7 separate regions of the Mus musculus genome follow, and all the other regions are linked to region 3. A link is a contact called in public Hi-C, HiChIP or PLAC-seq and promoter capture Hi-C data. All regions are on one chromosome and are shown on one strand. Each heading gives the region's core, a stretch centred on a gene start, on an enhancer-like site or on the middle of the called end of the contact. The rest is flanking DNA. Distances are from core to core; before and after follow the strand shown. Region 1 has its middle 25 kb from the start of Gm31668. Region 2 overlaps Lin9 (lin-9 homolog (C. elegans)). Region 3 holds the start of Psen2 (presenilin 2). Region 4 has its middle 11 kb from the start of Gm38293. Region 5 has its middle 18 kb from the start of Mir6904. Region 6 has its middle 25 kb from the start of Ahctf1. Region 7 holds the start of Ahctf1 (AT hook containing transcription factor 1).

The links. Promoter capture Hi-C pulls out the DNA fragments that hold promoters and counts their contacts. A called contact is a pair of places that touch in the nucleus more often than the background predicts. HiChIP or PLAC-seq counts read pairs in DNA pulled down with a chosen protein or histone mark.
Region 1: a contact with region 3 is called in a Hi-C map of the G1E-ER4 cell line, with 4 times the contacts expected there. The contact joins the enhancer-like site here to the promoter of Psen2 in region 3. A contact is called at or near these places in 20 of 39 promoter capture datasets (the 3T3-L1 cell line, 3T3-L1-derived adipocytes, the C10 cell line and 12 more), 1 of 15 datasets of contacts at CTCF or cohesin (embryonic stem cells), 2 of 484 Hi-C or Micro-C datasets (both in the G1E-ER4 cell line), 17 of 115 datasets of contacts at active chromatin or transcription factors (astrocytes, craniofacial prominence, embryonic basal ganglia and 8 more) and 4 of 9 other capture datasets (adipose tissue, embryonic stem cells, liver and 1 more).
Region 2: a contact with region 3 is called in an H3K4me3 HiChIP or PLAC-seq map of bone marrow-derived macrophages, with 2.3 times the contacts expected there. The contact joins the enhancer-like site here to the promoter of Psen2 in region 3. A contact is called at or near these places in 10 of 39 promoter capture datasets (the C10 cell line, the HPC-7 cell line, cranial neural crest and 5 more), 1 of 15 datasets of contacts at CTCF or cohesin (pro-B cells), 3 of 115 datasets of contacts at active chromatin or transcription factors (astrocytes, bone marrow-derived macrophages and large pre-B cells) and 1 of 9 other capture datasets (adipose tissue).
Region 4: a contact with region 3 is called in a FOXA1 HiChIP or PLAC-seq map of pancreatic cancer cells. The contact joins the enhancer-like site here to the promoter of Psen2 in region 3. A contact is called at or near these places in 22 of 39 promoter capture datasets (the 3T3-L1 cell line, 3T3-L1-derived adipocytes, the C10 cell line and 12 more), 4 of 15 datasets of contacts at CTCF or cohesin (embryonic stem cells, large pre-B cells and pro-B cells), 59 of 484 Hi-C or Micro-C datasets (the AtT-20 cell line, B cells, the Ba/F3 cell line and 35 more), 28 of 115 datasets of contacts at active chromatin or transcription factors (the HPC-7 cell line, the SCID.adh cell line, T-cell acute lymphoblastic leukemia and 15 more) and 3 of 9 other capture datasets (embryonic stem cells, liver and macrophages).
Region 5: an H3K4me3 HiChIP or PLAC-seq map of bone marrow-derived macrophages shows a contact between it and region 3, with 3 times the contacts expected there. The contact joins the enhancer-like site here to the promoter of Psen2 in region 3. A contact is called at or near these places in 7 of 39 promoter capture datasets (the C10 cell line, HPC-7-derived erythroid cells, cranial neural crest and 3 more), 1 of 15 datasets of contacts at CTCF or cohesin (large pre-B cells), 4 of 115 datasets of contacts at active chromatin or transcription factors (bone marrow-derived macrophages, embryonic forebrain, fetal liver and 1 more) and 3 of 9 other capture datasets (adipose tissue, embryonic stem cells and liver).
Region 6: a contact with region 3 is called in an HNF4G HiChIP or PLAC-seq map of pancreatic cancer cells. The contact joins the enhancer-like site here to the promoter of Psen2 in region 3. A contact is called at or near these places in 4 of 39 promoter capture datasets (the 3T3-L1 cell line, hippocampal neurons, liver and 1 more), 3 of 115 datasets of contacts at active chromatin or transcription factors (embryonic forebrain, fetal liver and pancreatic cancer cells) and 1 of 9 other capture datasets (embryonic stem cells).
Region 7: a promoter capture Hi-C map of pre-B cells shows a contact between it and region 3, with 3 times the contacts expected there. The contact joins the promoter of Ahctf1 here to the promoter of Psen2 in region 3. A contact is called at or near these places in 15 of 39 promoter capture datasets (the 3T3-L1 cell line, the HPC-7 cell line, cranial neural crest and 8 more), 1 of 15 datasets of contacts at CTCF or cohesin (the NIH/3T3 cell line), 1 of 484 Hi-C or Micro-C datasets (muscle stem cells), 11 of 115 datasets of contacts at active chromatin or transcription factors (the 230-238 cell line, the SCID.adh cell line, astrocytes and 6 more) and 2 of 9 other capture datasets (embryonic stem cells and pancreatic islet).

The regions. Positions count from the first base shown.
Region 1 is chr1:179,851,551-179,855,764 of GRCm38.p6, forward strand. No RefSeq gene overlaps it. Among named protein-coding and RNA genes, the nearest start is that of Gm31668, 25 kb to the right of the region's middle. Within about 2 kb of position 2,926, at least 59 of the 459 cell types and tissues checked have an H3K27ac peak or open chromatin away from gene starts, as enhancers often do. A contact at or near this core is called in the G1E-ER4 cell line, the HPC-7 cell line, adipose tissue and 2 more, where this site is marked.
Region 2 is chr1:180,667,259-180,671,445 of GRCm38.p6, forward strand. Lin9 (lin-9 homolog (C. elegans)) reads left to right here. Exons shown (of 15, transcript NM_001103182.2): 8 at 67-200; 9 at 1,506-1,625; 10 at 1,874-1,975. Among named protein-coding and RNA genes, the nearest start is that of Mixl1, 28 kb to the right of the region's middle. Within about 2 kb of position 2,748, at least 2 of the 459 cell types and tissues checked have an H3K27ac peak or open chromatin away from gene starts, as enhancers often do. A contact at or near this core is called in bone marrow-derived macrophages, where this site is marked.
Region 3 is chr1:180,253,633-180,257,634 of GRCm38.p6, forward strand. It overlaps Psen2 (presenilin 2), which reads right to left and starts at 2,668. Exons shown (of 11, transcript NM_001128605.1): 1 at 2,591-2,668. It overlaps Gm31728 (predicted gene, 31728), which reads left to right and starts at 2,773. Exons shown (of 3, transcript NR_168339.1): 1 at 2,773-2,932; 2 at 3,918-4,002.
Region 4 is chr1:180,755,382-180,759,356 of GRCm38.p6, forward strand. No RefSeq gene overlaps it. Among named protein-coding and RNA genes, the nearest start is that of Gm38293, 11 kb to the right of the region's middle. Within about 2 kb of position 2,685, at least 29 of the 459 cell types and tissues checked have an H3K27ac peak or open chromatin away from gene starts, as enhancers often do. A contact at or near this core is called in the AtT-20 cell line, liver, olfactory sensory neurons and 1 more, where this site is marked.
Region 5 is chr1:180,603,534-180,607,617 of GRCm38.p6, forward strand. No RefSeq gene overlaps it. Among named protein-coding and RNA genes, the nearest start is that of Mir6904, 18 kb to the left of the region's middle. Within about 2 kb of position 2,713, at least 24 of the 459 cell types and tissues checked have an H3K27ac peak or open chromatin away from gene starts, as enhancers often do. A contact at or near this core is called in bone marrow-derived macrophages and embryonic stem cells, where this site is marked.
Region 6 is chr1:179,827,522-179,831,497 of GRCm38.p6, forward strand. No RefSeq gene overlaps it. Among named protein-coding and RNA genes, the nearest start is that of Ahctf1, 25 kb to the left of the region's middle. Within about 2 kb of position 1,635, at least 41 of the 459 cell types and tissues checked have an H3K27ac peak or open chromatin away from gene starts, as enhancers often do. A contact at or near this core is called in pancreatic cancer cells, where this site is marked.
Region 7 is chr1:179,802,472-179,806,536 of GRCm38.p6, forward strand. It overlaps Ahctf1 (AT hook containing transcription factor 1), which reads right to left and starts at 1,544. Exons shown (of 36, transcript NM_026375.2): 1 at 882-1,544.

The DNA.
Region 1 (4,214 bases), core at 1,676-4,175, 400 kb before region 3:
ATTGTAGCCATGTTCATTTTATTACAGGGTCTCCAGCAGTCAAGGCTGGCCTGGAACTTTCTATGTGGTCAGGCTAGCCTTGAACCTGTGATCCTCCTGCCTCTGCCTGCTGAGTGGTGAGATCACACATGTGTGCTGTTACATCAGACTGCATTGTAATTTTTAAAAATAAAAATCAACTAGAGCCACAGATAACAGTTATGAATATGGAAGTTGTGGTCTCAATAGAAAGAATAGAGGGGACAAGCTGCGGGCTGCAGGGGCTGGTAAAGTCAGAGAAGGGGGAGGAGAGAAAAAGGAAGACGAGGAGGAGAAGGAGGAGGAGGAGGAGAAGAGGAAGAGGAAAAGGAAAAGGAAGAGGAAAAGGAAGAAACAATAGGGGTACAAAGTAGGAAGGAGATCTAGCCTAGAGGTGCAGGGAGGAGAGGCAGCCTAGACTGTGCTGGATATAGGGCAGAGGGAGTCCTGTATTTCTCGTTAGAGAACTCACTTTCATGACCTGGATAAACTCAGCTTCAGATCACAGTAGGATAGAACCTAGATTGCAGTTGGATGAACAGGGTGTAGGTCTAGGGAGGAGGGGCAAGTATGGCTGAGAGGAGGCAGAGAAGAAGGTGACAGAGAGAGGCAGCCTGACATCAGGTGTCAACAAGATCCCGAGGGGATTTTTGCAACTTGCTCTGATTTCATGCTCGCTCAGCATCCTTCCAGATGTATCCAGATTCAAATAGCCACGGAGACTTCTGGCCCACCAGACAGAATGACTTTCCAAGGAACTGGTATTCTAGTAGGCATACCATCTCTTGTTTGTTCATGAAAACACACCAGACTCCAAACAGCTCTGTGGAAAGTCTTTACAAGTGTAGGGCTCAGGACTGTGAATTTCTCTGAGGTGTCTTCTCCCTTCCCAGGCTGGTCCCTTGGCTGGGTGCCTTCTTTGACACCATGCACCCTCAGAGACTCTCCTTAGCTTTAGGTCATTCTCTCCCGCAGAGCTGTGCACCCCCCAGTGAGCATCTTGTTTCTAATAGTCCTGCTCTCAGTGTGTTGTAGATGCTTAGTAAATACTTATAAAATTGAGAATGGATGGAAAGGAAAGATTACAATAGGAAATCCATTTTTCAAACCCTGTGTTTGATTACTTATTTTTCTTATTTTCTTTCCTTTCTTATACATGCTTGTTTTATTTATTTTGTCTTTATTTTTCATTTGGTAGAAAGACACACACCCATATTTTGGAGACAGGGTCTTACATGGCTAGGTTAGCTTTGAACTCACTGTGAAGCTGAGGGTGGTGTGTGATTGTTTTCTTCCAGATTGTAAGTTCTTGGGAGTCAGACACTCTGCCTCACTCATGTTTGCTGACAGACTCTAGCACAGAGCTTCACATATAGCAGGTGTTAAAAATGTTGATAAGCAGAAGGAACAAATTGTATTCTTTGCACGGACTTTTAATGTGGTATAAAAGCAGCTTGGGAAAAAAATAAAATAAACTTGCTTCGGTGCTTGCTGGAGTCATGCTATAATGATGTCTAGTTGTCTTTTCTCTTTCATCTTCACTCCCTCCCTCAAGACCCTGTTGACTGACTAAGTGGGCTTGGTCACTGAAGTGGAAGCTTAAGGGTTCTTTGGAAAGTCAGTTGTGTCAGATGGTGTTTGGCTGGGGCAGACAGGTGAAGAAACATTTTGCTAAAGCAGATACAGATAGATATACTGAGCTTATCAAAGAACAGAATCAGCCACCTCTCTACTGTGAATGGATTTGGTTTGTTGTTTTGGGGGTTGTTGTTGTTGTTGTTTTTGAGACAGGGTTTCTCTGAGTAGCCCTGGATGTCCTGGAACTCAATCTGTTGACCAGGCTGGCCTCAAACTCAAATATGCCTGCTTCTGCTCCCAAATGCTATGATTAAAGGCATATTCCACCATCACAAAGCTAGTATGGGTGGTATCTTTCCAGGGGCTTTGGACATTGCCTTAAGTGGGGCTGCTTCACAGCTGCAAAACTGTTGGGATCAAAGCAGAGATAAAGCCCCTTCCACCTTCTCTTGCTGGATCCACAGCAGGTGGCGCTGTCCTCTGTGGAGCCTTGCCCTCTGAGCTTTTTACCTTCATCTTTTTTCTACTCTGATAGCAAGGTACCTTGAGCACAGGCTCTTACTTCGAATCTGCTTTGATGGGCTGCAAGGTGCAGCAGTCCAAGGCCAGGCAGCCATGGTTACCACTGGCAACGGCTCCTTCCAGGTGTTCCAACGTTGAGCTCCAATCCCATAAATTCTATGGAAAAAGCATGTAGGCTCCTGAGCCTGGTTTCCCTGGGATCAGTCTGGTTTCTTTTCTGTTCTCCCTTAAATGGGGCACGAGGGTGGTCCAAAAATATATTCCAGAAAGGGCTGGGAATATAGCTCAGGAGTATATGCAAAGGCCTGGGTTCATTCCCCCGATCCTTAAAACAAAACTGAAGCTTGCTGTAAGCATTCCCAACTCAAAGGAGCTGGTTTGCTTTCTGGCTATTTTTCCAATCTTCATTGTGTATAAATTCTAAATTCCTAGCCTCCAACAAGGCAGGTTTACAGCTGTTATTAGTACTGTGGCAGCCTCCTGCTCAGAGCACTTTCTGATAAAAGTAGAACTTTCTTTATTTCAAAAAATTTCAGAAAGACTTTGGTTCTCCCGGTTCTGAAGATTTCTCTGCCTGCCCTCCCACCCTCTGCCCAGAGCGCAGCCAGATGCTGTTAAAGAACTGCCTTCTCTCCTTTGAGGCCGTGCTAGCGGTTATTAATTCTAAGTGTGGGAATGCGGCCTCCAGCCTCCGATATGGCATTGTTTACGCTTCTTCTGTGACTTGGGTGTTTATCAGAACAGGCGATGAATGGCTTTCGCCCCCCCTTCCTGGGGGATCGCTGGTGGTTTTGTGCTATCTCAGTTCCCAAGCTGTTTAGCAGGCCCACACTGTTTCCTTTGTGCTGAGCCAGATCTCAGTGTTCCAGGGCACGGTTGCTTCCACCAACACAGATGCCTGCCAACCATTCTTGCTAGGCTAGGAAGTAAACCACTGATCGATCCTAGAGATTAGCAAACAAAACAAGGAGATGCAGGATCCCGGGGAGCTCTCCACTAGCTCCATCACAGGTACTAACTAGTTTTGCCCCAGTGGCCTTGCCCCTGTTCCCAGGTAGAATAACCAGGTCTATGGGGTGGGTAGACTTGTCTTGGCCAAAGTGGTTCGTGGCTTGACACTTGGAGCAGAGGGTGTGGTTTTAATTTGGCCTGGCTCACACTCACTAGCTGTTTCTTTCTGAGTGTCTTCATTTAAGACAGTGGTTCTCAAGTTGGTGAGTGCATCTGAGTCATGCAGAGAATCTGTTAAAACACCTGAGTTTCTTTTTTTTTTTTTTAAAGATTTACTTATTTATTATATGTAAGTACACTGTAGCTGTCTTCAGACACTCCAGAAGAGAGAGTCAGATCTTGTTATGGATGGTTGTGAGCTACCACGTGGTTGCTGGGATTTGAACTCCTGACCTTCGGAAGAGCAGTCGGGTGCTCTTACCCACTGAGCCATCTCACCAGCCCCCCATACCTGAGTTTCTGATGGAGTAGAATTGGAATGAAGCCCCCACAACAGCTTTTTCCAAATTCTTAGATGATGCAGACTTTGCCAGTTTGAAAAAAATCACTTTAAACACCACTGGCCAGGCTGAGAGTCAGGAGAGTGCCTAGTGAAGCACTTCGTCTACAAGCACCAGTTCAGATCCCCTGCACCCACATAAAAAACTGGATGTAGGTATCATCCCAACACTAGGATGGGGAGAAAGAGGAGCCTGGGGCTTGATGACCAGATAGTCTAACAGAATCAGTGAACTCTGCATTCATTGAAAGACCCTATCTCCAAAAATGTGAGGTGGGACTGCCAAGTTGGCTCAGGGGTTAAATGTACCTGCTAGCCACCCAACTCACCAACTCTTACACGTTGTTTTTTGACCTCCACATGTGTGTCATGGCGTGCAGGTACCCTTCCCCCCATACATACACACATACACACACAAAATAAATTCATGTAATAATTTAAAAAAAAAAAAGGTAAGGTGGAGAGCAACTGAGGAAGTTGCCCTGACATTGGCTTCTGAATGCTTGTGCTATAGGTGTGCACACACCTGCACACACTCACTGTACACACACAAAAACGTGTGCATCTGCACAGCACACATACAGCC
Region 2 (4,187 bases), core at 1,498-3,997, 410 kb after region 3:
GCTGAGGATGGTTTTATTTGACAAGTGTTTGTGTGTCCTAAATATAACCCCTGTTTCTCTTTCCAGCGCGGTTACGTGGCATTCACGATGGCCTGTTTACTGGTCAGATAGATGCAGTGGACACTCTTAATGCTACTTACAGAGTAACTTTCGATAGGACAGGCCTTGGGACTCACACCATTCCTGACTATGAAGTTCTTGTGAGTAATATTTTACTAAACTTAACTAAGATGTCTTATAGTATATTTGTAGTTTATGCTTTTTAATTATTTTACAATTTTCTTTAAATTGTCTTTTATGAGAGAAGATTTCAATTCAAAGAAGAGATCCTTAGGATTTCCCAACCCTGTAAACTAGATCCCTGTAAACTCAGATCCCGGAGAGGAGCTGTCCTTAAGTCTCATTTCCAAAGCTAGGGTCCCTCCCTTCCTGTGCTTCAGCTGTGCAGTGCTGGAGCGAACAGAAGGATTGTTTCTGATGAAATCATCTGGACCCTACACATTTTCATCCTAGCCATCTGGTTAGTTATAGTCAGCCCTCAATTTAAAATAGGAAGTAACCTCTTGGACTTCAGTATTTTTCTCCTGTTTTATTCTCAAATTTATGTAGAATCAGTACTTTCACTTTTTAAAATTACTTTTGGGGGTGCGGGGGGTTTTAAGACAAAGTTTCTCTGTGTAGCCCTGGCTGTCCTGGAACTCACTTTGTAGACCAGGCTGGCCTCAGACTCAGAGATCTGCCTGCCTCTGCCTCCCAAGTGCTGGCATCAGAGGTGTGCACCACCATGTTCGTGCGTGTGCATGTGTGTGTGTGTGCGTGTGCACCCTAGATATGCTCACGCACATGAAGATCACAACACCTGTTTGGAGGTCAGAGTACAAGTGGTCAGTTCTCTTCTACCAAGTGACGCCTCAGAGCTGACCTCAGGTCTTCAGGTGTGGTGCGGGTGCCTGTGCCCACTGGGCAGCCCAACACCTTCACTGTTTGCATGATAAAATTGCCACAGTAGTCATTAACTTATTCAAAGCTCTAAAGCTGGGTTTTGGTTTTGTTTGTTTATGAATCACATGAAGGCTAGAGTCTAAGTCTTTTAATGTTCTAATACACATTAACCTGCTGAGTTGCCCATCAGTCTTGATTCTGTAATGTGGAAATTATGTGTGCATTCATGAATGTGCATGTACATGGTCACGCTCGCATTTGTAAGTGTACCTTGATTTGGATTGAATCCAGGGTTAGTGATCGCTAAACCACTGAGTTACCGCCCCAGTCTTACACTCTCTATAAATAAATAAATAAATAAATAAATAAATAAATAAATAAATAAATAGCTGCTGGAGATACAGCTCAATGAGTGCTTGCCTCGAATGTGAAAGACCCTATAGACTTCTAAATAAATAGAGAAAATTAAGACTATAACTGCAATCTGGACTGCTATATTTTAAGTTGATGTATAATGCTTATAAATTCTCTTAAGTTTTATGGATTATTCTCTTCTTTCAAAGAGTAATGAGCCTCATGAGACAATGCCAATCTCTGCCTTTGGACAAAAACAGCGGCCTTCTCGGTTTTTTATGACCCCCCCACGGTTACATTATACCCCTCCTCTCCAGTCACCAATTACAGTAAGTAATATAGACACGCCTTCAGGAATGTATACACACTGTGTGCTCATGTAGCACACATTACAGCTACTTCAGGACTTGAGCTACCAATATTATGTTGAACTGATTGACAGATATTAAAATAAGCAAATAATTTCTCCAATTCTGAAAATAGTTTCTTCATTACTGGTTTTTAATGTAATTTTATTAAACATAACGTTCCCTTTAAAGACACAGTCAGTGATTAGATGATTCCTTCTGACTCTCAGGATGGCGATCCTTTACTGGGGCAGTCACCTTGGAGAAGTAAAGTTTCTGGCTCTGACACGGAGACGTTAGGAGGCTTTCCAGTGGAATTCCTTATCCAGGTGGTAAGTTGCTCCAAATGCTTTGTTGTTGGGAAACTGAATGTCTTCACTGTTCTTAAGGTTGGAGTCTTTCTGTGGGTCAAACATTTTTACATATTATTCTTTCAACCACTATGTGGGTTTTCAGGACTCTGCTATTTCCAACAAATTTGTTTTTGTTTTTGTATGTGTGTGTTTCTCTGTATAGCTCTGGCTGTCCTGGAACTCACTCTGTAGACCAGGCTGGCCTCGAACTCAGAAATCCACCTGCCTCCACCTCCCACATGCGCCACCACTGCCCAGCAGTTCCAACAAATTCTTAAAACAAAGTTATAATACCCCAAAATAATTTGAGTTGTCTCTCCCCTGCCCTTTTTTAGATAAGAAATTACTGTTTACTTACTAAGTACTTAGGGATTAGACACTAAGAAATCTAAGTCTAAATTAAAGTATAGAAGCATATTTAACAGTCTTTCTGAATAGTCTGACTTAGAAATGTAATGAATTATTTTGTTTGTTTGTTTGTTTGTTTGTTTTTCTGGAGATAGGGTCTCACTATGTAGCTCTAGCTGCCTGGAACTTAACTATGTAGGCCAAGCTGTCCTGGAATTTACAGAGATCTGCCTGCCTCTGCCTCTGTGTGCTGGGATTAAAGATTTGTGCCACTATGCTTGGTTTGAGCGATTGGTTTTAGATCAAAGAAGCAAGACTGGGAAGCTGAGCAGGGTGCTTAGAGTTCACAGCCAGCCTAAGCTGGTAGCTAGACTCTTGACTCTGACAGAAAAGGAAATGAGAGATTCCACAGTTCTATTAGATCATAGTATAGGAGGCTGGAGAGATGAGTCAGTCAGTGGTTAAGAGTACTAACTGCTCTTCCAGAGGACCAGGATCCAATTCCCAGCACCCACATGTGGCCAGTCCATAACTCCAAGATCTACCACCCTCTCACAGACATGCATGCAGGCAAATCACAATGCACATAAAATAAAAACAAATTATTTTTAAAAACCATAGTCTAGTATTGTTTTGAGGGTTCTTTCCCTATTTTGAAAATAATATAATAGAAATAATATTTTAGAAAATAATATTAATAATATATATTATAATAATTATTTTAGAAAAAAATTTTTGAGCTGAGCAGTGCTAGAACATGCCTTTAATCCTGGTACTCTGGAGGCAGAGGCAGGTAGATCTCTGAGTTCAAGGCCAGCCTGGCCTATAGAGAGCTCTAGGACAGCCAGAGCTATATAGAGAAATGTCTTGAAAAAAACAAACAAAAAAATACACACATACACATCGTTTGTTGAGATTATAATACAATTAAATTATCTCCTTCCTTTTTCTCTATTCAAGCCCTTTCATATATCCCCTCTTGCTCTCTCTCAAATTTGTAGCCTCTTTTTAAAAAATTGCTGGTGTGTGTGTTCCTGAACATATGAATACAACAACCTACTCATAGGTATAATGTTACTTATATGTTTGTGATTTTCTAGGAATGATCATTTAGTGTTGGACAACCATCAATTGATATATTTAGTACCCAGTTAATATAAAATTCTGTACCAAATATATATATGACCTCATTGAGTTCTCCCACTCAGCACTCCTTAGTTACCTGTAGTCCTTTGTTCCACATTAGCGTGTCTGCTGGTATTTTCCTTGTTTGAGTCTAGTTTGGGCAGCCTTACTGTTGAGACTCGATGTGTAAGGTTTCCCTGGCATTTCTAGGCTACACAGTCTAGCAGCAAACTTTCTGCTCCTCCATCTCTACAGTCTCCCTCTTTTGCAGTGATCTTGATCAGTAGGTACAAGAGTTGTGTTGTTGATGTATCAACTGGGACTGAACTTCACAACTGTGCATTCTAGTCAGTTGTGGTTTTCTGTGAGAAGTGAGAACTATATTCACTGTGGGTATAAGGATAAATATTTAAAACATGGTTAGGGATTAAGCTGGTTTAGTAAAGTGGTGATTGTAGGTTCCCCTTCAAGACCCATGACTTCACTAGTCCTAAAATACAGTCTTTATTTTATTTTTTGGTTTCTTGAGACAGGGTTTCTGTGTGTAGCCCTGGCTGTCCTGGAACTCACTCTGTAGACCAGGCTGGCCTGGAACTCAGAAATCCACCTGCCTCTGCCTCAGAAGTACTGGGATTAAAGGCATGCACCACCATTGCCTGGCCAGTCTTTATTTTATAAAAGTACTTAGAATGTAATCCATTAAAATATTAAATGTTAA
Region 3 (4,002 bases), core at 1,418-3,917:
TAAAGCCTGCCTTGGCTACATACAGAGTACCAACCCAACCAGGGCTACGCACCAAAACCCTGTCTCAAAACACAAAAACATTTTTTTTTCTCCCAAGTTCTCAGGAAGTCGTTAATGAAGACCTCACAGAAATGTTCTGGGTAGCAGTTTGGATACAGGTCAGAGGTGACTGAGCAAGCTAGTGTACAACTCCAAAAGTATATACATGTAGCAATGTCCAAATCCTGTGCTAACAGACTGTAGGGCCACATATCTGGGCAGCTGGGCCCCCATCCCTGACACCCACACCCCAGAACTCAGGTTCCCAACATTAAAGGAGTCATAATTAACTGTCTCAGTGTTCCTTTAGCTCTGTTTGGTGACTTAACAGTTGTTGCTGTGTGGTTGGGTGGTTGGTTGATTTTTGGGGATAGTGTTTCACTACATAGCTCAATTGGCCTGAAACTCACTACACAGCCCTGGCTTGTCTTGAATTCACAGCAGTTCTCTTGCTTCAGTGATTATGCACTGGAATTACAGACATGAGCTATCACATTACTTAAGCTTCCTTTAAAAAATTAAATTATATTTTATGTGTATAGGTATTGTGTCTGTCTGTATGTCTGTCTAGAACAGATATATCTGTGTAGTACATTTGTGCCTGGTATCCACAGAGGTCAGAAGAGGCTCTCCTAGAACTAGAGTTACAGATGGTTGTGGGCCTCCATGTTGAACAGGGGTTCTCTGGAATTGAAGCCAGCCCTCTTAACTGCTGAGCCATCTCTCTGGCCCCAATAGTACGTTTTTATAATAACTGTGATAACCACTGGGAAAAAAATGGCTCTTTATCATGAATGTCCAATTCCTATCACATGGGCATGTCACATGGTTATTATCATCAACAACCCAGAGAGACCAAGTCTGGCGAGAGACTCTTACATGGCAAACTGTGCAGTGGAGTTGTGAGCAACCACAGAAGAGCCACTGGACAGGGTATGGCTAGACACTGCTCCAGGCTGACACAGCGGCAGCGGCAGCCTCTGGCAGCATTCCGCATCCTAGTCTGTTTTGCCTTCTCAGAGAGCAGAAATATTCATTTCCACATACGAATGGATGTACAGCCTATATTTTGGGCATAGGTATGGGGCATGTCTACATAGTAGGAGATAGTTCTCCAAACCGGACCCGGCTTCCAGCTCAGTCCGCACCTCCACTCACCCACACCTACTTTCTGTCAGCTTCCTTCCCATCCTGCACCTCTGCCATTCTTCACTCTATCCCTGCCCACCTGATTCTAGCCACTGTCCTGGGAGCCAAGGAATGAACCCAGACGGTCACCTCTAGGCTAAAGTCGGGATGCTGGCCCCTTCACCAACGGAAAACACAGGATCTGCTTCTGTTTCTCAGGCTTCCACAGAGCCACCCACACCTAAAGGAAAACTTGAAGCTTACACACCTGAAGCAACTTATACAGAGCCTTTAATTACTGCCCAAAGTCTTGGCTGAAGGCCTGAGAGGCTTAGGTGTCCACAGAGGGACTATACAGCCAGCAGGTGCACCTATTCTGAATGGTTGCGTCTCTCTGACTCCAAGAGACTATTCTGGGGACGGAGTTAAATTGGTCTGCATCTGTTCTGATTTTGAGGCTCTCTAATCCTCCATCAGTAAATGGATGCAGTCATTTCACAACCATTCATATCTTTAAAGAAAAATCCCTAAGCAGAGGTGCTAGGACATTTCATTTAACTGGCAAAGGACTTATGTCTGGATAGCAGAAACAGAGGCCCAGGCAGCAGGCTCTAAGCCTGGTTTCCCTGTATCTTACACAGGAGACCTTGGGCAACCGCACTTTTTAGTTCTGGGAGTTGTTCTTCTCACCCTCCTTTTCCTCTCCTGGCCGGCCGCATGCATGCTTGGCTAACAACACTCTACCACACAGCTACATCCTCAGCCCTAGGCGCAGTTTCTTCATCAGTATAATTCAGTGGCAACTAGCTCTTGCTTTGCCGAGTTCCTTCGGTTCAGAGGCTTGATTCTGGGCGTCTCCCTACTGCCTTAAGGGATTTACAAAACACTGAACACAGCTGGTAACAGAACGCCTGCCTCAGGCCCTGTTGGGCGCCTCGCTCCTCATACAGGAAGAAGTTCTTACTCCCATCTGTAGCAGAGCCCAGGTAGACCAGGTCAGAGCCTGGGTAGCAGGGACCAAAATGCCTGGTGAACACAGCGGTGAGACCCACGTGCACTGGCCCTTTAACACCTCACTCCGCGCCTGGGGTTCTGGAGGCAGGAAGGGACGCGAGGGCACCCGGACGCGGCCAGAGGCCCAGAGCTGCACCCTACGCTCCTTCCAAGCCCCAGTTCTGGGCCGGCCGCACTGCTGCCTCCCCAGCACTTTCTCCTCGCCCCTGAGCCGGCCGCAGAGGCCGAGATCGCCGCAGGGGCCGCAGCTTGGAGCCCAGACCCTGATGCCCCGGGAGGGCAACGGAAGCAGCGGTCAGGGGCGTGCGCACGAAGGGCCTCGCTGCATCCGGGCTCTCCATGCTGCCGGCTACCCGCGATCGGTGACAGGTACCCGGCCGCACACACCCAGCCCCCGCCCTCCGCTCACCTGCTCCGCCGCGGCGCGGGGTAGAGTTTACGCCGCGGGCGGAGCGCCTCTCCTGGGCTAGCGCCGGCCCCGCCCACTGCCCCGGTTCGCCAGCGCCTCAGACACGCCCCCGGTGGGGGACACGCCCACTTCCTGGCTCCGCCCCTGTCCCGTCCCTTGGGCGGTGCCAGGTTCCCCTGTGCACTTGCGCCTTCATCGTCGGTTTACAGGAAAACACTGGGTGCAGAAGGTGCAGGCCTTCGCTGTGTCTTGCCCTGGAGACCGCAGCATCATACTGACATTGAAATCTGAAGTTGGCTAGTGCCTTTTCTTAGGGGCCTGGCAGCGCCACTGGGACAAGGGGTGGGTATTTGCTTTGTGATTTCAGGAGCCTCTGCTGCCCCTCCCTCCTCCGGTTTCATGCACTTTAAAATGGAGTCTAAAGTAAGCTAACATCGGGAGCCTTCTCCTGATTGATTTTTTCCAGAGTGCTTCCGCGACATACATGGGGAGCTCTGGGTAAATATGAACTGGGATAAAATTGCAACGAGATCTAGGAATCAGCCTCGGGGTGAGGGCAGGGAGGGGTTGTGATCGCAGGATCGGTCTGTGGAGTGAGTTGAAATTGTCAACAATTTGCCACAGTTGTCATTATCTCATGTAGCTTTATTTCTCCTTTAATTACTGTGAAATTCGTATAACATAAAATTGTCATTGTAGGGCTGGGGATGTAGTTCAACTAAGTGCCTGCCTAGCATGCAGGAAACCCTGAGTTTAATACTCAATTCTGGTGTATGCATGGCTGAGTAATCCTGTCACTAGAAGTCCAAGGTCATTCCTAGTTACATAGCAAGTTCGAGGCCAGCCTGGGACACATTAGACCTTGTCTTTAAAAGAAAAAAATACGGCTGGGCAGTGTGTACACCTTTAATCCCAGCACCGGAAAGGCAGAGACAGGCACATCTCTGAGTTCAAGGCCAGCCTGGTTTACAGAGTGAGTTCCAGGACAGCCAGGCTATATAGAGACCATGTCTTCACCACCACCATCACTGCAAAAAAGTAATCATTTTAATTTAAGGTATTTAGTGACTTCAATGTGTGCCAATCTGGCTTGTGTGATTGTAAAACAGCCCATTGCTTAAAAAATAAAAGGCAGTTGTATAATTGAAAGGTTTCCTGTCCCTCTCCCTGACCCTGTTAGACACCAACCTACTTCTGAGTCTGTGGACTTAGCTCAACATCTTGAATTTTTTCCTTAACACAATTGAGAAAGTGGGTTCTACCTGGCAGATAGCATAGACGCATGAACGGAGGTCCGAAATCTCCCTCTTCTGCTTGTCTGTTGCAGTTCCTTACCCTTGCTGGGCCTCGGTTTCCTCATCTGTGAAAGGATAGTGTGAGGGCCTTCAGAGGAACATGGCACATTACAGAGA
Region 4 (3,975 bases), core at 1,435-3,934, 500 kb after region 3:
ACAGAGGCAGGCGGATTTCTGAGTTTGAGGCCAGCCTGGTCTACAGAGTGAGTTCCAGGACAGCCAGGGCTACACAGAGAAACCCTGTCTTGGAAAACCAAAAAAAAATTAAAAAAGGAAAAGAAAATGTTTCCAGATATTAAACACAGGTGTAATAATCATTACCCGAAGTGTTTGATACCACAAGTGTTCCTGGTTTTAAGCTTTTTCATGTACTGGAGTGTTTGTATAGACCAGATGTCCTGGGGTCCGAGTGTGAGCATGAAAGTCATTTCTGTTTGGTGTGCACGTTATACTCATAGCCTGTAGATGAATGTGTTCAGTAATTTGAGTCTGCCTGCATTTGACAGTGGCCCCCCATGTGAGATCATTTACAAACTCACATGTGTGCTTCCCGAGGGAAAGGCTCTTGCTGTGCATGTTTGCCCAGCTGAGTTCATCCCAGAACCCCATGGAAGGGTGGAAGGAGAGAGACATATCCCACAAAGTTGTCCTCTAATGTCCACATGTGAACTGTGGCGTGTATGTGCTCGCACAAGCACACACACACACACAAAGTATAAATCTACAACAGTGAAATTCCACTGTTTCCCTGGTAACCACTAATAGCGTAATGCATTTCTTTCTATTGATTGTTTGGATTTCCCCTCCTGGACATTTCCTGTGTCCTTTGCTTATTCCAATTAAACTTCTTTTGGAGTTACTTTATTTGTTTGAGTGTTTTGCCTGCATGTATGCTTGTGCACTACACACGTACACAGTGTGCACAGAGGTCAGAAGAGGGTATCGGATACACTGAGAAGACTTACAGCAGCTGCCATGATGGGACCTGAACCTCTGCAAGAAAACTAAGCTTTCTCAACCATCAGTTAAATAATTTTGTATGGTTTTATCATTTTTTTAATTCAGTTTAAGCTGGGTGTGGTAGTACATGCCTTAAATCCATCATTAGGCAGAGGCAAGAGATCTCTGGATTTGAGGCCAGACTAGTCTCTGTAACAAGTTCTAGTATAGCCATGTCTACCTAGACTGTCCCTAAATAAGTAAATAAGTAAAAATAGTTTACATAGTTTTACATAAAGGGCTGACAAATGGTTCTGGGTGGCTCACCTACCATCAAGCTTAAGACCTGAGTTCAATCCCCAGGACTAGATTTTCCAAGGTGGGGATTCCCAAGAGACTGTCTTCTGACTCCCACATTCAAACCATGGCGTGTGTGCACACCTGCACACAAAAGGAAAACTTTAAAAAACCTTTCTTCCCAATTCTAGTCTGTGTCTTGCGTGTGTACACGGGTGTTTTTTTTTTTTTTATTCCTTGTGGATTTTTGCTTATTTCCATATGTATGAGTTTCTGTGGTGTTGGATTTGTGTTATATATTTTAATTTCATTTTTAATAATTGTGCCTGTGGGGATGTGTGCCCTCAGAGGTCAGAAGAGGAAGTCAGGTCTTCTAGAGTTGGACTCACAGGGGAGCTGTTTTTCTTCTAGTCACTGTTCTGTTGCTGCGAAGAGACACCATGGCCAAGGTTGCGGAAATCTCTGAGCTACAGATACAGAGTGAGTCCCTATGTCAAAGAAGGGGAAGGGGAGGGGAGGATGAGGGTCAGAAAGATGGCTTAGACCAGTGGTTCTCACCCTTCCTAATGCTGCAACCCTTTGACACAGTTCCTCATGTTGTGGCAACCCCCAACCATAAAAGTATTTTTGTTGCTACTTCACAACTGTAATTTTGGTACTGTTACAAATCATAAATGCCTGATATGCAGCCCCTATAAAAGGGTCATTTGACCCTCGGGCTTAGAGTTTAGAAGCCCTTGTTATTTTTGCAGGGAGCCCAAATTTACTTCCACATATACTCAGACACATATATACATAATGTGTGTGTGTGTGGCTCCTCCTTGAGAAGCCCAAGCCCATCCCTGCCTTGGGGCTTAAACACACACACACACACACACACAGAGGGGATCATGAGTTAAGTCTGACTTACACTGAGTGGTAAGCCTGCCAGGGCTATATGCTGTATGTTACAGCAAGACTGACTCAGAAAAAAAAAAAAAAAAGAAAAAAAAAAAAAAGCACCATAGCAGTTTGAGCTTTCTGAATGGAAAGGCCTCATGCTTTAAGAGCTGAGCTGCATCCCACTGCAGCTGACATAATATTACAAGACCAACCCCAAAACCTGACACTTGCCACACATCAGGGGACATACTCTGTGCTCCTGTTGACCTGTGAGCTCATGGTCTAGGAAATGAGAGCTATCTCTGAAGGTCTTTCCTGGCAGGTTGAAGGTGTGTGTAAAATGCCTTGGCAGGCAGTGCAATAAAAATGGTAGTTACCATGGGATGGGAAGTTGCCTCATTTGGCCTTTATCCCCCACCCCCATCAGTAGACCGTTGAGGTACAGCAGTCCCAGAACCTTGCTGCAGGATGTGGACAAGCGAACCCTTTCTCCATTTGGACATTGCACCAATAAGCTGGCCAGAGGAACTGGTGCCCCCTGCCTGCTGTCTGTTACCATGGTCTCCTCCAATTCCAACAAGAAAGGTAGGTGCCTCCCTCATCATAAGGCGTGCCACCTCACTAGCAGGAAGTAGAGTGGACTTTGGCACTGGGCAAGCAGGAAGGTGTGATCTGCTAAAGAGTCCAGCGTGGCACAGGTGGCAGTGCGAGTGCAGTCTGCCCTGGTGCCTGAGCTGTGTGGAAGATGTGGGTAGGCACAGAGCCACAGACTCAGGCTCACAGGCTCATGCCTCATCCTGGCACGTGCAACCAGGTGTTGTCCTTGGGGACAGGAGTGTCATCAGCCTGCCCACATCAGCTTGGGAGCCGCTTCTTGCATCAGGGACTCTATTGCATTCAATAACAACTTACTAAAACTAGGCTCTTTAACATATTAACTCAGAGGGAGTTAGTTGGCTGTGTCAAGATGAACCTGGTGTCTGACCCTTCCTGCCCGCCAGCTGCCAGAAACCCATTGAGCTGGACAGTAAACACAAACTTTTTTTTTTTTCAAGACAGGGTTTCTCTGTGTAGCCCTGGCTGTCCTGGAACTCACTCTGTGGACCAGGCTGGCCTGGAATTCAGAAATCCGCCTGCCTCTGCCTTGCGAGTGCTGGAATTAAAGGCATGAATGGGAACTATGGGAACTTTGCATTTTCTCTGAGAAGCAAATGGCCACAGAAGTAGCTGCTGATGCTCTGGTAAAGAGTGCAAGGGCTGTGTGGTCCAAATCAGTAATGGAAATGACAGACAAGACTTCCCCATGAAGCAAGGCTTCTTGACTCAGAGAGTACCTGCTGTTGAGTAAGGGGCATGCTTGCTGTGGACCAAGGAGAACTGGAGAGGGGGGGCAAGTCTGTCTGTGAATGTCAGTCTGAAGTTCTCAACTTCCTGGAGAGAATGTATGTGCCACGTTTTCACTATTCATTCATCTGTCCGTGGACAACTTGGTTGATTCCGGTTCTGCAGTGAATAAAGCCACAACAAACGTGGACATGCAAAATCTCTGCGGCTAGTGTATGGACGTCTCTCATGGTTTTACTTTGCATCTCCCTGACGGCTCGAGTCATTGAACACTTGGAGATTGTTCTTGGGCATTTGTGTTTTTTGAAAAACTATCGAGTTCATTTGCCCATTTGTTGGTTGGCAGTTTTATTTCCTTGGTGTTGGATTTCTGCAATTCTTGCTGGGCGTGATGATGACTTTAATCCCAGCTCCCAGGAAGCAGAGGGGAGAGTCCAAGGCCAGCCTGATTTACATCGTTTCAGGCCAGCTAAGGCCAATGTTCTGTAGGTCTTTATTAGATCCAAGAGTTTTCTAGTTGACTCAACAGAATCTTTTTTTTTTCCTCTTACAATTTCTTTCTTTTATTTCTTTTTTTTATTACGTATTTTCCTCAATTACATTTCCAATGCTATCCCAAAAGTCCCCCATACCCTCTCCCCCACTCCCCTACCCACCCATTCCCACTTT
Region 5 (4,084 bases), core at 1,463-3,962, 350 kb after region 3:
CACTCGTCTCATGAAAAGCTGATTTGGGGGGCTGGCGAGATGGCTCAGCGGGTAAGAGCATTGACTGCTCTTCCAAAGGTCCTGAGTTCAAATCCCAGCAACCACATGGTGGCTCACAACCATCCGTAATGAGATCTGACGCCCTCTTCTGGAATGTCTGAAGACAGCTACAGTGTACTTACATATAATAAAAATAATTTAAAAAGCTGATTTGGGGCTGAGAACAAGGGGATGGAAAACTAGCCTCGGTGAAGGACTCTGGTGAAGGCGGGGGGGGGGGGGGGGCATCTAACGTTGACTTCTGGATCCTGACATTGAGTACACAAGCACACACAAAGTTTTTAAAATATTGAAGAAAGGGTAAGAGGACACTGTGGTAAATATGTATGGACTGTCTTGGTGGGATCCATTACTTAGCAATGAATGTGCTAATACCCGAGAGAGTGATTTTATTGGACTTGGCATATGCAAGGATTTTATTAACAGTACCAGTTAAAAGGAGTTGGGGTGGGAAGCAGGGCTAAAAAGATAAAAAGATGCCTCAGTGGTTAGAAGCACTTGCTCCTGCAGAGGATCCAGGTTTGGTTCTTGGCACCTGCACAGTGGCTCCCAAGCATTTATAACTCCAGTTCCAGGGGATCTGCCATGCTTTTCTGGCCTCTGCAGGCAGGCAAAAATACTCATTCATGTAAAAGGAAAGGGGGAGAGTATAAAAATCAAGTACAAACTGGGCTATGAAAAATGGCAAAAGGACCAGCTAAGGCTTTGTGTCCAATCAGAGGTAAGGCTGGGGCGGTCACATAGGGGCGTTGACTGCAATTTTAAGTCCAGCAAACTTCAGGAGGAGGTTTTCTGGGGATGAGTGACTGTTAATCGTTTAAATAGTCTTTACTCTGAAGGACAATACTCTCGGGACAGAAATGAGAGATGGGGTCCATAGACAGCCTTCAACTCCATAGGTCATCTGAGTCCCCAAACACAGTGTGACAGTCTTCTAAATCAGCCGATCCACTATCCATCTGACATCCTGAGAATGTAAGAAGCTAGGAAATACAATCTGGATCCAGCACTGCATTTCCAATCTCTATGAACCTGGCTCCCTTTAAGTCTTTAACTGTCTGACCTGTCCTCCCCTTGACCACGAGGCCATAGGCCTCTCTGGCTCTTTCCCTGGGAAGCCCAGCCCCACTTCCAGGCAGGCTCTCAAGGGCTTAGAATAGGCAGCTGCTGTCTCAGCAGATGGCCAGGCTAATTTTAGCCATGCGCTGTTACTCACCCAGGGACCAGGCTGGGCTTTCTAGATTTGAATAAGCCAGCGTGCTACTTTGGGTTACAACCAGTAACCAAAGTTTTGAATTGTGATTTCTATGATTCTAGCATTTGTTGGGAATTTCAGAAACCTAATTTTAAAGGGTTTTGTTTCTCCGAGTGGTTTGATGGGCAGGTGACCATTGGTGCTGCCTTCTTGGTGTCCCCAATGTCCCAGGGATACCTATTGCTCTTTATGTTCCTGGATAAAATGAGAATGGAGCCAGCCACCTTGGCTTCTTGAACCATCCACCGAGCAGCTTCTGGGTGATGAGCTGCATCTTGAAGCTCCAGAGGACTGCTTTTCCAGAAGACATTGGAGCTCTCATAGGTGGTGCTTCATGGCACTTAAGGAGTTGGCGAGTCTGGAAGTTGAGACTCTAGAGAAGTTGTGTTTCTCCAAGTATTTTTTTTTTCTTATTACCCCTGTCTTAGCACCCTGACATCAGCAACTTAAGGAGAGTGTGTTTGCGGGAGGGTGAGTCAAACTTAGTTCCCCTACAGAAGCAACCTGAACCATCTCTGCAACCCCAGGAAGGGTTAGGGTACAGTCTGTTGAGGCAGCAGGAACTATAAGCAGCTGGTCACATTGCATCTCCAATCAAGAACAATGAATAGCTGTGCTCAGCTCAGCACTGTATACAGTTGAGGATCCTAACCCAGGGAACAGTGCCACCCATAACAGTAGCAAAATTACATTTATGACCACAAGAAGACCCACATAGTCAACTAACCTGGGACCGTGAAGGCTAGTGCACCCTGGGCCACCAACCAGTGAACCTGCAGAAGCTGGACCTAGACCCCCTACACAGTTGTAGCAAATGTGCAGCTTGATCTTCATGTGGGTCCCCTAACAAGTGGAGCAGGGGCTGTCTGGGTCTCTGTTCCCTGCCATTGGGTCCCCTTATTGACCTGGACTGCCCGGTTGGGCCTCAGTGGGAGAGGATGTGCCTAGTCCTGCTGAGACTAGATGCCCTAGAATGTGGTGGGACCCAAGGGGAGGAGGGATTTGTATGGGTGGGACTGGGAAGAGAGGAGAGAGAGGGGGACTGTGATCATATACATACATATATACATATGTGATGTATAGTGAGTAAAGAAAACTTACAGTTATGAAATAGCAACAAAGATACTTTCTGTGGTTGGAGAGTCACTGCAACATGTGGAACTGTATTTTAGAGTCACGGCATTAGAAAGGTTAAGAACCAATCTTCTAGACCTATCGAATCACATTGACAAATGAGATTAACCATCCTACCCCACTGAAGTGTAACTTTTCTTAGGGAGATGTAAACAAATGGCCATTTGTCCCAGGCTGCACTAACAAGGTACCAATGAAACAACTCCACCCAAGCCTAGCTTAGTGAGCCTGTGAGGGTTTCTGGGTCATTACAGTAGCATAAGAGGTTACAAAGGGGTCAAGACAGCTGCATTACCAAAAGCCCACTCTCAGCATGGATGACAACCCATGCAAGCTGCATCCCGGAAGCTCCACCCAGCCTGCGGGCTGTGGGTCCTCACAGGAAAGGCTTCTTAGCACTAAATTGCTGCTTATAACCTTGGGGGGGTGGGCCTTGTGAATCAGACCGACTTCAGGAATTTCCTAGGTGTTAAAGGTTTCCTTCATTTCCTGATTCTTATGGGCCTCTATGAAGGACTATTTCAGTTCAAAGGAAGTAGCTATATAGCACACCCCTCCACAATATAAGAAGACAAAGTTTAATGGGACCAGACCAACCCTTCCAGTAAAGAAATAGCCCCATCTTGACTCAACCTGCTATTGGCTTTTCTTTACATTGGACATGAAGAGAAATTCAGGACGAGAAGGGACAGTCAGGTAAGACCAGAGTGCTTAGGCTTCCTGAATAGAGTTTAGAGAACCAACCTGTTAGTTGAGCTACTTTCTGGCTACTATCAGAAAGCCCAACACCTGCCTTAAGGGCACACATAGGATCCCCCTGTCAAGAAGACTATTACAGAACCTGTTAGTGAGGTTTCTGGGTTCCTCCCATCATGGCTGCAAGGCTCCCAGCATCTCCATCCAGCAAGCGACCCACGAATCCACACACACCTCTCTTCTCCTTGGCCAAGGTTGGGACCACATGCTGTGTTCCATTTACAGAAAGTACATTTGCAACCTGATTAGAGGAGGTAACTGTCTCAGCAAAAACCAAGAAGTGGGGAGTGGCCATGCTCTGGGGAGAAGGCAGTTGAGGAATGCAAACTCTTCCCACGGGGATTCTCGGTGCTCATCCACATCCCCAGGATCCATGATCTCAAGGACTTAACAGCTGCAGGCCGTTGCTAAGCCTCCCTTAGCTGCTCCACTCTTTGCGACTTTGTGAAGAAAGCTGTAAACCAGCACAGAAATAGAAGCTGTTGCTCAGAATAGTTTAAACAGCAGCTCTTGGTGCTAATTGCAGGCCTGGCCGGCCCTCCATGACTGCAGAGGTCATATTGGGCACTTGGGACAGCTAAGCTCCTGCCTCCCGCTTGCTCTCTTGTGTTTCCTCTGTGATTCTGTGTCTTTGCCCTGTGCTGGGCCTCTGCTCCACCCCTCATGACTCCCTACCCACTCACAGTGAGAGCTGTGCGTCTCATCTGTGCCCCCAAAGGCCATGTATAGAAGGCTTGGCCTCCAGCCTACGGTGCACTTTGAGATGGCATTCCCTCTAAGGGTCAGAAAAGCTCTGTGGAAGTTTGAATGACAATGGCCCCATAGGCTCATAGCTTTGAATATTTGGTTCCCTGGAAGTGGAACTGTTTGACAGATTAG
Region 6 (3,976 bases), core at 385-2,884, 430 kb before region 3:
AAAACCCTGTCTCAAAAAACCGAAAGAAAGAAGGAAAGGACAGGTGACTCTTCTGACCTGACTCATGCACTGAGACTTATAGTAGGGTCACTTGATGATCAAGAAAGCTGGGTATTTCAAAGCCATTCTTAAAATCACAGAGTGTGTTTGATTCAAGGTGTTGTCTTTAAAATCGCCATTAAAAACTTAACACACATACCATTCCTGTAATTAGGCATAACACTTCTTACATGAAAAGCCACCTCCAGCTGCATCAGCCTATCATGCTCTATTTATTCGTGTGATAACCATGTATTATTACCTACTATTTCATCAGCACTTAGAACTTAAATAAGTCTTTTAAGTATACGAATGTAATTGTTTTACCTCCGGAAAAAGCATGTCCTAAAGTCCTAATCTGCACTACTGCTGTGCGGTATAGTGTCGGCTCCACAATAGGAGGGCCATTGCTGCTGAGCCACTTAGGTTCAAGTGAGTTGCTTCAACAGTCACCTTCAAGTTCTGTTCTGTCTTTATAGACTGATTTCCAGAGATCCTTCTAGAATGCCTGCTACTCGTCCTACTAAATCTACTTAATGCCCGTTGTTATGCCTACTTATAGCCCTTTGGCTTCAGACAGATCTGCTTGCTTTTTGTCATCCCCCTCCTTCAGGTGGGTGAAAGGTGTATCCTGGGGTCTTCATGAGTGCTGTCCCTGGGCTCAGCATTCTGCCCAACTGCTCCACTCGGCCGAGCCTGGGTAGGACCTTTAGATACCCCAGCTTGCCTGGTGATGGGAAGTTGACTAGATTAATAAAGGTTCCTTTTAACTGTCCCCCTCAAGGGAAAAGGTCTTCTCAAGAAGTGAGAAATCAGTTGTGTGGTAATGGCGCAACACTGTTAGTCCCAGCACTCAGGAGGTGGAGGCAGGTGGCTCTCTGAGCTCAAGGCTACCCTGGTCTACAGTGTGGGTATTAGGACAGCCAAGGCTACATGCAGAAACCCTGTCTCAGAAAAAAAATAAAAACAAACAAACAAAAGTGAGAATCAAAGGCTGCAGAGATGCTCAGTAGTTAAGTGTTGAGCATATAATCCAGAGAACAGGGGTTCAATTCCAAGAATCCACATGGTGGCTTAGAACGATCTATAACTCCATTTGCAGGGGATGCTGCAACCTCTCTCTTCTACGGGCACCGCACACAGGTAGGGCTGACCTATACACATAGACAAAACACCCAAAGACATAAAAATAATATTTTTTTAAAGTGAGAAGCAAGCTGGCTTGATGGAGTATGCCTGTAATCCCAGCACTTGAGAGGCTTGAGGCAAGAGCATTGTGAATCTCAGGACACTATCAGAAATCTGAACCTTTCTTCAGGGAAACCCACGCATGACCCTACCCTGGTTGTCTCAGGGAGTTGTCAAGGTGGGGCAAGAAGCCCCAGAGCCCTGTCCAAAATGGTGATGGTGTTACAGGCGTGGCCTTTCATAATGGGCAGGAAGCTGATGACCAACAGCACTTAAGTCAGGCTCCTGCCGCCAGCTAGGCTCGTGCACAGAGTGAAAATGGGTGTGTGGCTTCAGCTTCGTGCCCCATCATCACTGAGACTTGGTAGTGCAGTGACAGGAAGATGACTCATGAGACTGAAATTAGCATCTAGTTAATAACAACACCCTCAAGTAACTCAGACCAGAAATCTGGTAATCACCCTACACTTCTGCTCTGCCTCACACCTCACAGCTGATTTGTCCCTTGTAGCATGAAATAGTAAAAAAAAAAAAAAAAAAAGGCAATGCATGCTATGCTGGCAAGGCACAGGCTGTCCTGTTCTCATCTCGTGGAGACTCTCTGACACTGAGTTCCAAAATCTTTCCACCCAGCTCACTAAGTTCCCATTGGTGGGTTCCTACCACACAAGCCTCACACTTCTAAATTCTCACAGCCTTTACCCCCCCCCCCCCCCAGGCAGGGTTTCTCTGTGTAGCCCTGGCTGTCCTGGAAATCACTCTGTAGACCAGGCTGGCCTTGAACTCAGAAATTCTCCTGCCTCTGCTTCCCAAGTGCAGGATTAAAGGCGTGCGCCACCACTGCCCGGCTCCCACAGCCTTTTGGGGAGCACGTCTTACAAACCCACACTTTGCTGTCATACCTTTCACAATAGATGGTGCCCAACATGGCAGGCAAGAATCCACTAGAAATGTAGGATTCTTAGCCTGAGAGTTAGAGATTTAGTTCTGAGAGAGGGGGGGGGGGGGGAAGAGGGGAAGCAGGAGAAAGATATTTGCTTTTGAATGGGGAGTTGATGGAGGCCAAAATGTAGGTAGAGACCCCGGATCCTTTGGGATCCACTACCAGGGGATTTAGTTTAGAATGGCTCACACATAAGGATGCTAGTTGTGCCCAGGGATTGTGTTGCCTTTTGATTCTAAACTAAGATTGTGTGGTGTTTCCTTCACGCAGCAGTTCCAGAGAAAGGTATGGTGGTGGGGCACCCCAGCCAGTGACTGGAATTTGGAAGCATGGGGCTGACGTGGCAGTGACCGCCATAGGAATTTAGTGAGCTGGGTGAAGAGATTTTGGAGCTCTGGGTCAGAGAATCTGCCAAGATGAGGCCAAGCCAGCCAGGCATTGGCTTGCCCACCAATGCTCACTGCTGGTATAATGCGGATGGCTTTTTAAATATTTCACGCAACAGTGCCCCAGTCCTGAAGACTGCTCAGATGGTCATCAAGAAGATTATTGAAGAAAATTTTCCAAGGTTCAGAGTGCCAAAAGCAATAGGGTCAGATAATGGCCCTGCCTTTGTTGCCCAGGTAAGTCAGGGGGTGGCCAAGTATTTAGAGGTCGAATGGAAATTGCATTGTGTGTCCAGACCTCAAAGCTCAGCACAGGTAGAAAGGATGAATAGAACCCTAAAAGAGACCTTGACAAAATTAACCATGGAGACCGGTGCAGACTGGGTGGTGCTCCTCCCCCTCACCCTACTTAGAACCAGAAACACTCCTCTCGATTCAGTCTTACTCCCTTTGAGATCCTTTATGGGGTTCCTGCGCCCCTCACTGCCTTAAATAATGTGGTTGAGCCCACATATTGTAGTAATAATGATCTGTATGCTAGGTTAAAAGGCTTGCGGGTGGTGCAGAAAGAAGTCTGGTCACAACTGGCTCCAGCTTATGAGCTGGGTACTCAAAAGACATCCCATCAGTTCCAGGTCAGAGATCTGGTCTACTTGCACCTGCATCATGCGCAGACCCTTGAGCCTCGCTGGAAGGGTCCCTACCTAGTCCTGCTTACTACCCCTTATCCTGCTTCTGCTCTTAACCTTTGGCCCATGCGCCCTTAATCACTTACAAGCTTTTATTCGAGAACTCATAAGAACAGTACAAGTTTTGATGCTTAGGCAACAATATCAACAGCTGCAACAAAGTGAGACATCATTTCAAGATTGAAATGCACCAGAGAAAAGGGGAGGGGGTATATAGAATCCAAAATAAATTCAAGACCACCCAGCCCCTTCCCCCTCTGAAGGGACTTTCCAAACTATACTAGCAGGCCAAGTGCAGAGCCAGATAAAGAAGCTGGTCAACTAAACAATGCTGAGAAAAAAAAACATAAGGGCAGGCAGAGTGAGAGACTAGGCCAAAGGTAGTCACCCTATGCAAACCAACCAATGCCTGAAAGGGTTACTTGCTACGCCAATTAGAATAAGTCAGCTAGACGTGTTGCCTAAATCTGCCCCTTACAAGGCATAAAAAATATGTTCTTTGTTTGTTCAGGGTCTCTCCTCTTGCCTGCATGCTGGGGGGGTGGGGGGCAGGGGGTGAGGGCACAACGTGTTGGATCAATAATTAAAGCCTCTTGCAGTTTGCAGCGATCTTGGTCTCTGTGGTCTTTGTGAGTGAGGGTCTTTTGGCAAATTTCAGCATGGAGTCCGAGGAGGTGCAGGAGTGCAGCGCCCGTGCCTGGAGCCCCAAGTTAACGGCCCTGAAGCTGGCC
Region 7 (4,065 bases), core at 294-2,793, 450 kb before region 3:
ACCCAAACTCAGCGACTTGGTTAGATCTCAGTGGCGGGGCTCGAGCTTAATAAGCTCGAGGTGGTAGCTTCGATCACTGGCATCAAAAATAAACAAAAATAACAACGCTCACTTTCCTATAACAACACACCTCTAAGAATGGCTGCCGTTTGCTTTAGGAACCGAAAAATCACAAGATCCCATGCTGGGGACACAACTCAAGTGGTGGAGCGCTTGCCTGACATGTGTGAGGACCTGGATGTGATTCTTCACGGTACCAAAAAGAAAGGTTCCACAAAGTCAACAAAAACCACCTGTCTCAAAAGGACCATGTGTGTACCTATCAATTCAAAAAGCAGAGTCGACTCTCCAAAAAGTCAACCAAAGGCAAAAGTCATGGGCCTTACAGCTCGCAGATGAGCTCCGGACACGGTTCTCTTAGATGTCCTGGACCAGATCCACTCAGCCCTGTGGCCCGCTTCGCGAGTGAAACTTTTTCCCCCGCCCAGGACTCACCCGAGCCAAGCACAGGACCATGTGGAGCTCACGCCAACGCCGGAGAGACTCGGAGCGCCCGCGGCTGTCCGCGGGGAACGCCCCACAAAGGTCTCCATCGCTCCGCTACACCCTGACGGCCCGGGGTCTCGAGTCAGACTCGTCCCGGGGGGCGGAGATCCCGCCCGCGGGCGCGGGAGACGAGCCCGGAGGCTCGACTCTGCGGCCATGTGCCGGCACCCGCCGCCAGGGTTATGTAACTAACGCCCGAGCGCTGGAACGAGCCGCACCGGTCGCGGCTCGCGGACGCCGCTTCCCCGCGAGGCGGTGCGCCCGGCCTAGGCCCCGGGCCTCGCCGCCCCGGCCGCCCCGCCCTCGGCGCGCGGGCCTGCGGTTCCCCACCCTACCTGAGCCCGCGGGCCAGGCCGCCAAGGGCCCCGGCGTCGCTGCTTCCGTGCGGTCCGTCACAGCATCTCCCGGGAGACACGGCCCGGCGCGCGCCCCGGGCCCGCGGAAGCCGCTTCTCGCTCAGTCTCTCGCCGGTCCCCTCAGGCCCCGGGTGCTCCTTCGCCCAATCCCGGCTTCGAACTCGTCCCACCGCCCGCGCCGCGTCCTCCCCGCTGGCGACTCGACTTACTGGGCTGGCACCGCTCGGGCCGCGCTCTGCGCATTACCCCGGGCGCACTGCCCGAACCCCACACACACAGCCTCTCCGCCCAGGGAAGGATCGTGGCCAGGGCGGGGATCCGATCGCAGATCGCGCTGCGGGGCTCGGACTTCTCGCGAGGGTTCCGGCCTCTGGCGCCGACTCCGCGGGAATTTTCAAACTTTCCCTACTAGGCCTTTCGCAAAGGGAGAAAACCGAGACGACGCCGGGAAGAAAGATTCATTTACGTACAGCAGGGTCTCTCCGCCTCCTAGGAGCAGATAGGCGAAAGACTACAAGTCCCATAGGGCTTTGTGCGCTGGGCGTAGTGTAGGGCGTGTCCGGCTTTGCGGAGCAAGGGCCGGCCTAATCTAGTGGCGGTTCCTGCTGGCAGCCAAGCGATAATCTTTCCGTCTATGACTGCTGCTCTTGCCTCCGTTTTTTCCGTTCTGTGCTCCAACTCTTCAAGGAAACGCACACACACACACAAAACCCAGACTTACTGAGAAACTCTTACTCTCATTTTTTTTTTTTTCTCAAAAAGCAGAGAGTTCAGGTCGCCTAGCCTAATCTTTTGTCATATATCTGACGCTGGGTAATTCTGCTGGCAGAGCTTCGTGCTTGGCATGCACGAAGCTGTAGGTTCCATTATGCCAAACCTATGTTTTCTTTTCGATTTGTTAGTATTGAGAGACGAGGAGTTGGGCAGACCCTTAGTAGACAAACAGGGACATGAGCCATGGCGAATTTCCAAGATGGCCAGCTTTTTTTAACCTCCTGATTTGAGACAAAAACCTGGCAAGCTTTTATCATCTACCTGCAGGTCACCTGCTGATGGACTGGTTCAATAAGTTCAAAGCCTGATTAGAACACGTTACACAACTGTAGTGGACCGATCAACCATCCATCCTTTCTGCCTTCAAACTGACCAACACTAAAGTAGGTCAGGGAGGTTTTAGAGGTTTTACAACCCCCAGGCCTCAAGAAGAGACTGGATTTTTCAGCTTCTCAAATCCCCTCTCTGTTTTGTAGAAGGTCTTTTTCTCTGTGTGTTTACTGCCTGCAATAAACGCCTTTTTAACTGCTAATTCTGCTACTGCTTGTTGTGCTTTGCCTTTTAACTCTTCTAGTCTTAACAGTTCTTTTTTTTTTTTTTTCCTTTCAGTTTGTTCTAGACATGGTTTCTCTGTGTAACAGCCCTGGCTATCTTGGAACTCTCTTAGTAGATGGGGCTGGCCTCAAACTCACAGAGATCTTCTTGCCTCTGTCTCCTGAGCCGTGGGATTAAAGACCTGAACCACCCTTTCATTCTTTTAACTATCAGTGAAAACAGATCCAATCAAGATCCCTAGACTGTATCATTTCTAGACTGTATCATTTCTAGACTGTATCATTTCTAGACTATCATTTGGAGCTCATCTTTGGGCTTTCTTCTGTAGACTATCAGTATCTCTCTTTGAAGCTAGACCCAGCACCAAAGAATTTTCAAACAAATGAAATAGAATGTGTCTTTATTACTGAGTTGTAAGAGCACAGGCAGAATCAGGAGGATCTCTGTGCGTTCAAGATCAGCCTGGTCTCCATAGTCGTTCCAAGGCTACATAGAGAAACCCTATCTCAAACAAACAAACAAACAAACAAACAAACAAACAAACAGAAGGGGGAAGAGAGAAGGAGAAGACATTAGTAGACTGCTTTAATCAGGAAAGCCTGTCTCTACTACTCTCTCTCTCTGCACAATTTTTGAGATAAAGCTGCCTCTTAGAAATAAACTGTTTATCTTTGTGACTTTTTCTTTATTCACTGCAAGATGTAAAAGTGTGCTAGTTTGCGCAAGGTATTATTCTAAATTGTGAGAGGAAGAAGTTAGACAAGATTTTGCAGTAAGTGTTGTGTGGTCTGGTTCTGTTTTGCTGGTAGTGAATGGGGTGTGTGAAGACTGTCTCATGTGCACCATTGGCCTTAAACTCAGTGTGTAACTGAGGATGACAGTCAGGGCTGGGGTTACAGGCATGCACCCCTTTCCCAGTTTTAGGTGGTTCTTAGGATCAAATTCGAGGCTTCATGAACGCTAAACAAGTACTCTACCAACAGAACTACATCCCCCATCCCTCTTTCTTATGAACTAATTTTCTGTTTTCAAACAGAAAACCTGCCTTTGTCCTACACCCATGTTAGTTTCCATCCCTGCCTGCCTTCCTCTTCTGTCTATATTCCCATCCTTTGGAACAAATTTCCTTCCATATCAGACTCCTTGGTAGTAAGAAGAAGATGGATTTTCAGCCCAGGAATTCTACCACTGAGCTTAGTAACTGGGGAATCAGGTGACCTTTTGGGCGTTTGTTCGTTAATCATCTGCAGAGCACAGAGGACTGACACAGAGCACAGAGGACTGACACAGAGCACAGAGGACTGACACAGAGCACAGAGGACTGACACAGATTCTTTAGGCTGAGGATTAAAAGTCCAGGGGTGGGGGTGGAAAGAACTGGGCGTGGTGGCACACACCTTTAATCCCAGCACTCGGGGAGGCAGAGGCAGGCAGATTTCTGAGTTCGAGGCCACCCTGGTCTACAAAATGAGTTCCAGGACAGCCAAGGCTACACAGAGAAACCCTGTCTCCAAAAACAAAACAACAAAACAGTTCAAAGTACTGGCTGCTCTTCAAGAGGACCAGAATTGGACTTTTCGTTCGTTTCTTTTGTTTTTAAAGGCAGGATTTCTCTGTGTGCCCCTGACTGTCCTGGAAATGGGATTAAGGTCGTGTGCCACCACAGTCCAGCCCAGAATTGGATTTCTAGCACCTACATAGTAGCTCACAACCATCTGTCACTTGAGTTCCAGGAATCCAGCACCCTCTTCTGCCCTCCATGGTCACCATTGATACACAGGCCTACACACAGGCAAAAATACACATGTAATAAAGAAAATTAAATAATTTGAAA